Linked DNA regions of Rattus norvegicus: region 2 is linked to region 1. Evidence: chromatin contacts called from public Hi-C data. All regions are on one chromosome and are shown on one strand. Each heading gives the region's core, a stretch centred on a gene start, on an enhancer-like site or on the middle of the called end of the contact. The rest is flanking DNA. Distances are from core to core; before and after follow the strand shown. Region 1 holds the start of Aig1 (androgen-induced 1). Region 2 has its middle 50 kb from the start of Trnaa-agc27.

Region 1 (3,836 bases), core at 508-3,007:
CAGAGGAATGGCGTTCATAAAAGCTATGGTTCCATCCTTGCTCTTACTCAGACGGGCCAGCTCAAGGGAAGAGCTGACTGGGGAATGAGAAGAGAGGCCTTGATGCAAAGAGAGTTCCGCTCTCATTGCACCCTAAAGGACTCTGAAGACCTAGGCACATTTTTTTTAATGGCACGTGAACATCATTAACTTAAGTTCACTCTTCAGAAGACACATGATTGCCGGTGCCTCGTCCGTACCCTCCATGCTTTCTGTGCATAATTATCAGACTTTTGGGGCTACTGAAGATTGGGTAGACTCTCAGTGTGCAAACATCTGCTTGCTCTACCACACGTCTGGCAAAGCCACTGACTAGCCAATTGGCCCATCCGGGAACGTAATCCTGGATGGTCATCTACCTAAAGGCTACAAGGTGCTGAGAGCAAAGCCCTCATGCTCTCCTCAGGTGGACAAGCAGTAGGAAGAAGAAAAATACTGGTAGGGAATCCATATGTTCAGAGGGAAGTTAATGCCAATAAGAAGTTGAAAAGCCCAACTCAAGCAATACCTTTAGCCTTGTGCCGAGAGGCAGGTGGGGACAGGTATGTATATCTTGTATGTTCCAGATAGGTCTTTTGAAAGCATCTCTTTATACCTCTGGAAAGATCTTCGAATAGGTTTGAATTTGTTAGAATAGAGGGTCAAGAAAATTTGTGCCAACTTCGTGGCTGTGCCAATCTTACCCATAATCTCAGAGTTTTAGCCTTCTGGGAGTTGTTCGTATATTATTCTCTGTGATCTTATATTGCTCCTGTTTCCATACACGGCCCTGGTTTGATACCATTTGAGTGTATTTACGACTTGGTCTTGGTGGCTTTTCAAAGTTCTACGTCTACCTTGAGTCATTCCTAGGCATTGTGCCGACCCTCTGATTATCTGCAGGAGTACTTCCGGTACCCAAGGTCTAAGAACTTAAAAATAATAATTACAGTCGTCGGCTCCTATTTAAAATTATCATGTGCCAACAGAACGGATGATTATGCAAACTACAAACTTTCACTGTGGAAGGCTAGGAGTTCAGTTCAGTGCTTGCCAAGTGGAGCCACACGGTGAACTGCACTCTCAAGTGTTTCTAGAGAAAAAAAGAGTTATAAGCACGCTGTTGACAGTGGGCAGCAAAGCATGTGCGAGAGTTTGATTGGGTGATTTCTCTCCTTCAGAAGGAGGTGTGTTTGGGTGTTTCTAAGCCTTGCTCCATGGAACCAGACAATACTCAGGTCTCCTTTGGATACTGCAAGTTTACCTTCGCAGGTGGCTCTGGAAAACACTTCAGTGGAGAATGAGCCTGAGGGCACTCATGATGAAGGCCAACAGAGGCTTCTGGTGAGGCACTCCTCTTGCCGGGTTACCTCTTAGAGGTAAAGGTGAGAAGAGCATTTAGGCCTTCACAGGAGCCCAGCACGGCTGTTGGAGCACGCGTTGGTGCTCCCATGGTCACTCACACACACACACACACACACACACACACACACACACACACGCACGCACGCACACACACGCGCACACACACACACACACACACACACGCACACGGTGCAGCCCACGGCCTTACCAGATCAATGAAGGTCAGGAATTTCCAGCTCCCCCCGTAGGTCTGATGCGAGGGCATTTCGATGGCCTTGTAGTTACACAGGATGGAGCAATAGGACAGCAGGATGGCTACCCTCAGCACCTGGCAGGGGACAAGCGCCATGTTCGCGCGGCCTGCCGGGCTGCTCGTGGGGAGGGCAGAAAAGCTGCTTCGCTGTGCCCGGCGCCGTGGGAACCGGGGCGCGGCGCGGGGAAGGGCGGAACGCAGGAGGCGGGGCGCGTCCCCGGGGACAGCAGCGGTGCCGAGCGCACCGGCGACCTGCGCGGGCGGGGCGGGAGTGCGGCCGACGCGGGCTGGCGGCCTGGTGTCATCTCTGGCGTCATCTGCGTCATTCTACCGCCGCGCTCGCAGTCCCGGCCGGGCGCCCCCTAGGCGGTCCGCGAGGTCTACCCCCGGGTCTCCACCGTGGGATCGCCTCCGGAGCAACTGAGGTGCCAGACGGGAAGGACTGGACCGAACCGGTCCTGATCCGGCATCCCGCTGGGCAGCAGGGAGATGCTCGCTACCGTGTTACCAGATGGGATCTGAGCGGGTAATGCCGCACACAGTCCCCCTCCAGGGACACCCATTACTTGGGTTTCAGTAAAGGCTGTAACGTTAATGAGCATTTATGACAGTGAAACCCCTTATAAATTCCACACGGCTTTATTACTTTATCAGTATGTACCAGTAGATGCAACACAAGCATTGAACAAATTCTTTTTAAACTTTTTTTGTTACGTTTTGGGGTTGGAGGGGTGGGGGTTACACACGCATGTAACCACAGGAGAAGTGTGGAGGCCGGAAGACAGCTGGTGTGAGTCCCCTCCATCGAACTTGGGTCATGAGGCTTGACAGCAAGCTCCTTGACCAGCTACTGACCAGGGCAGGTTTTATAAATAGAAATCTGTGCTGATTTCCATGACTGCTACAGAGACAGCATTCCTTTTGAAAGCCAAACCACCCGGAGGATGTAAATCTCACCCACGCATGTGTGATTTAACACAAATCTTTCGGAGTTAAAATTCCTTTTGCACTTCGACATTTCCCCCCTTCTACTACAGCACCAGAGCTGAATGGGAGGAAAGTAAATATAAACTGGATTCCCTCAGCCTTCCAGTAAGTGTTGTCACAGGGAAGTTGCAACAGTCTGTGGGTTTTTTTGTTTTGCTTTATATCATGATCATGTTTCAACCAACCAGATAAAGGGTCCGGTTATGAGGAGACCACATGGGCATTTCCTGTGGATCCATTCGAAACAGGTGTCCCCCTCAAATAGTGTCTGAGTCAGAGGGTGTGGTGGGAAGGTCTAGGGAAAAGCATAGTCTCAGAAGTGTAGAGAAGCAAGCAAGGACTGTAGTCCGGCTTGTAGGTTTTTCCACTCCACTAGGGAAGAGAGCCGCTAGATCCTTTTAACTGACATAATTATGCTGAAAGAAACCGAAATCACAGGATGATGATGTTACTAGCATAAAAGCAATTCTTCCTTCAGAATTTAGACACTCTTCATGTTTGAACTGGCTCTATTTGCGCGCGCGCGCGCGCGTGTGTGTGTGTGTGTGTGTGTGTGTGTGTGTGTGTCCTTAATGAATGTTCAGATGATTGCAAGAAAAATTGAATTTACTGAAGTCCTTCCACACTCACTAGGGTCTAATGATGTTTTATGAAGTGGTATGATAGTTCAAAGTTGGATACAACCCTCCTACTTCAGATTTTAGGAAGTAGTTAACAAGATCTTTCTCCCCCCACATAATTACAGAATGAAGTGTTATTTTTTTTAAAGCTATTTAAACATTTACTATGGGCAATTTTTAGATAAATAATATGACGTCAAGTGTTCTGCTGCTCTCTCTCCCCCAATCCCCAGAGGGATGGTTTGAGCTTATTTTAACAGGTTTACTTTCACAAACTTTACTTGATTGCTAACATTGTGAGATGATTTTATGTTTTTAATAATGGAACATTTTACATAGACCTGGGCTGAAATTATGCTTCATTAAGAATGTCAATCCTGGGCTGGAGAATGGCTCAGAGGTTAAAAGCACTGACTGCTCTCCCAAAGGTCCTGAGTTCAAATCCCAGCAACCACATGGTGGCTCACAACCATCTGTAATGGGATCCGATGCCCTCTTCTGGTGTGTCTGAAGACAACCACAGTGTATTCATATACATAAAATACATAAACCTTAAAAAAAAAGAGAGAGAGAGAGAGAATGTTAATCCCAGA
Region 2 (3,836 bases), core at 655-3,154, 330 kb after region 1:
CCACTGGGGGGAAGGTAAGAACCACACATAGCTCTCTACAGAGCAGGAAGGTGAAATGAGATGCTAAGAACTGACTGAAATAAGCAGAGAGGGGAAGCAGGAAGGCTGAGGAGATGCGGAAGGAGGGAGGTGAGAGGTGAAGGAGCAGGTGTCTCGGAGGGGAATATTTGACAATGGCATGGCATCTGAACATTGAGACCTCTGAGTAGTTGCTATGAATATGTAAGTGTCCTTGCGCGCAGTAAATGAGTTTGTTCACTTTAGGGGAGTACCAGGTAAAATTCACCTGGAGACAGAACTCCTAAATGCAGGAGGTATACAGATACAGTCTCTTAACCTAGGACCCATGTGAAGGTGGTTTCCAAGGTGCCTTTTTGTGGTAGGGGAGTTCCAATAGGATCCCCTACAAATGCTGTGCATTCTGGCCCAGCAGTAGGCCCCTGGATTTCAGCTCCCCTTGCCCACAGCATTAGAACTAGAATTTCCCTTCAATCATGAATGCTTGTAGTGTGACTTTTCCTGGGGAGATGGGAACAGATGGGAATTCATGCCACACGGAGATGATAGGCAGAAGGAATGACTCCACTCAAGCATGGCTTAGGAAACCAATGATTTATTGAAGTTACATAGAGGTAGATGGAGAAGGAGCTCTGGACAGGGGCATTGATGACTGAAAGGCAGCTAGCTACATTATCAAAAGCTTTACCCGAGTGTGGACAATGACAAGTGGCAGACAAACCTCCAGAGCTCCCTGCAAGACACGTGGGTGGCGTGACTAGTAGTGCATCTCTTCTTTCCTGAATTCTTACTACTTTTATAAGACTGGAGAGAGGCTTTAGGAATCTTGTAAGTTTCAGGAACTTTCTGAGACATAGAGTTTGCTTACCCTAAGTCTTAAGAAGCCTCCTTCTAGGAGAAAATGTTTTAATTAGGGGGAAATAGCCACATGATATTAATTCCTCAACCCCCTTGTGTTATTCCACTGCTGTAGCAAATACTTAAGGTAATTAACTTATGAAGAGAAAAGGTTTATTTGGGGCCATGATGTTGGAGGTTTCAGCCCATGGTCATTTAGCTCCATTTCTTTTGGACATGTGTCAAGGAAGCAAATGGGTGCCTTGCTTAAAGTACAAGCTGCTCATTTTATGACTAGGGCATAAAAGAGAGAAAGAGGAAGGGACTGGGCTTCACAGTCTCCTTTAAGAGCACCCCAACATAACATAAGATGTAAATTTTCCTGCCAGGCCTTTCCTCCTAACCGCTCTGCATCCCACTAGTCCCAAGGCTCTAACACCATGAACCTTGAAGTTTTCCAGTTCCAAACTGCTGTGTCTTCTTTATTTGTGTGGCCTTGTCCACCCATGATCCCTAGAGAGTTACACCCACAACACCTTTTGTTCTATTCTCTAAAAGTATGCAAAAACAAACAGACAAGCAAGCAAGCAAAGAACAGCAATAACAACGACAAAACAGGGGTGCTGGTGGAGCTGTGAGGGGCGCATCAGGTGCCCCTTAATTTTTCTGCTCACTTCCCCACCATCGATACATCAAAACACACCAAGCACTCTGTGGCCCCAGGCTCTTGACCTGAAGGTTTTCCAGGCTGTCAGCTGCAACATTAAAGCCCCATTGTAGCAATAACCAATCAAAGTGTAGCCTCAGCATAGTGGGTCCATGTGGAAGGTCGTGGCAGACAAAACTGTCCAAATGTGTGATGGAAACTCAAAACCTTTATTTCTCTCTTTCTCTCTATTGCTTGCTTGAGACCTCAGAGACCTGTAATAGGCTTACCAGAAACCAACCCTTGTTAAAAAAGCCCATCAGGAGTCATGTAAGCTGATAGCATCTGCGCAGAGAAGACCAGGGTACCACACAGAGAAGGAAATGGCCAGAGGCCAGGGTCAACAACTGGGGAACAGGAGTTGAGGTAAGTATCCGCCCTTGGGTTGCTTGGCAGGGACCAGTCTTCCGAGGCCTTGGCCAGGGCAACCCGGTTTATTTTCAGTTAATTTGGGTATGCCCTAATTTATTACGGGAGCCTCAAATTTGCATGTCTACTTTAAGAGACCCTAACAAGTACACATAATAAAATGTTAATTTATGCCTTCTGTGAGGATTGGAGTCGAGCACGGCTTTGACGCAACTGCAAAGCAGAAGAAATCTGGAAACCCTGGCAGGCAGGCAGGAGGGTGGGGGAGGGAACGCATGCTTCTCAGGGTTTTAGCAGGGTGGCTGCAAGGAGGTTGGGAAAATGTCCTGGCATTCGCCTCCATTTACAGCCCTGAAGGGACTTTCTATAATAGTCCAGGGTGGCCCTTTTGTCTCAGATCCCTGACTAAACACAATATCGAATAGCACTAAGCATAAAGGAGGCCGGTTGGTAAATACTTGGTGAATTGATTCATAATACTGGGAATGTCTTGAGCACAGACATTTCCTTCCATGGCTCTGGAACTGTCAGGTCTTGCTTAGCTGCTCTGAAGCTCCACGCCCAGCTTCTCTTTAAAGGCAGCAGCCCACGCTTGCACACGTGTGGCGTTTATGGAAACTCTAAATGGCCACTCCCGCAAAGGAGCTCTGGATTCTTCAGACTTTACCCAGGGCACATTGTCCTGGGAGATGTTTCGCATCTGTTGTGGTCAGTGCCTCCTCTTCTGATGCCATCCTCACGGCTGAGATTCTAGAGCAGGGGTTCTCAACCTTCCCAATGCTGTGCTCGTTTAATACAGCTCCTCATGTTGTGGTGACCCACAACCATAAAGTTATTTTCATCGATATGTTATAACCATAATTTTGCTACTGTTATTAATGATAAGGTCAACATGTACATTTTCTGATAGTCCTATGAAACAGCCATTTGATCCCCAAAGGAGTCACAGCCCACAGGTTGAGAACCACTGCTGTAGTGTCTCTTAAACTGGTCCTATTATTCAGAACTGTGCTGTTTATTTACATCTCTTCATTCATACCGACACTGGGATTAAAATACACCAGCAGAACTTCCGGTAGATTTATGTAACCAACTTTTGGAGCTCCTGCCAAACCTTTGATACCACTTTCCTCCAAGAACCATTCCTTTCTCCACAAAGGAAATCCCAAGTAACCAGGCATGCCAAAATCCAACCACCGTGGTCATGGGTTGCATCAGGGACCCCCTTGGGCAGCATAGGGTGAGCACTATTTTCCTCTTAGGAATTATAACCGGACTTAAGAGAGTTGAGTTGAGGTGAGTATCTGTATCGGGCATGGAGTTTGGAGGTAAGGAGGCTATCTGCTAAGAGAATCAAGACAAGCCAGGATATGCGGTCAAAAAGGAAAAATAAAATAAAATACGATTTGCATAGATTTGGGTGTCCTTCATGCTGCTGGGGTTCTGAGGGTGACTCAGTAGTCTTTCCAATAATTTCCTATTCATTGATTGGGTTTATTTGGCTAGATTTCTGATACTTGCAAAAGGACTTTCAAAAGACATTATGTTTTACCACAGAGTTCTGTTGCTGTAATCAAGACTGTATCTCTCACTGTATTGTCTCCCACTACAGGGTTGACTGCCTAGCTTCCGGTGGTCTATGACACCACCATCACAACTCATGCTTGTGTGTGTGTGTGTTTGTGGTGTCCAGAGGTCATCCTCTAGTGTCATTTCTGGGCAGCTCCACTTGTTTTTGTGATGGGCCAACGCTGGTCTGGAACTCACAGAACAGTTGAGGCTGGCTGGCTATCGAGCCTCAGACAGTTTCTGTCGCCTTGTCCCCAGCGCTGTGACTACAAGTATACATGGTGCTGTACTTTTCACGCCGGTCGATCAGGGGACAGAAGTCATGTCTTCACGTTTG

What was found. A called contact is a pair of places that touch in the nucleus more often than the background predicts.
Region 2: a contact with region 1 is called in a Hi-C map of the A7r5 cell line, with 5 times the contacts expected there. The contact joins the enhancer-like site here to the promoter of Aig1 in region 1. A contact is called at or near these places in 4 of 12 Hi-C or Micro-C datasets (the A7r5 cell line, frontal cortex, kidney and 1 more).

The regions. Positions count from the first base shown.
Region 1 is chr1:10,087,326-10,091,161 of GRCr8, forward strand. It overlaps Aig1 (androgen-induced 1), which reads right to left and starts at 1,758. Exons shown (of 6, transcript NM_001134425.1): 1 at 1,592-1,758. The coding sequence starts at 1,732.
Region 2 is chr1:10,421,152-10,424,987 of GRCr8, forward strand. No RefSeq gene overlaps it. Among named protein-coding and RNA genes, the nearest start is that of Trnaa-agc27, 50 kb to the right of the region's middle. Within about 2 kb of position 1,905, at least 7 of the 93 cell types and tissues checked have an H3K27ac peak or open chromatin away from gene starts, as enhancers often do.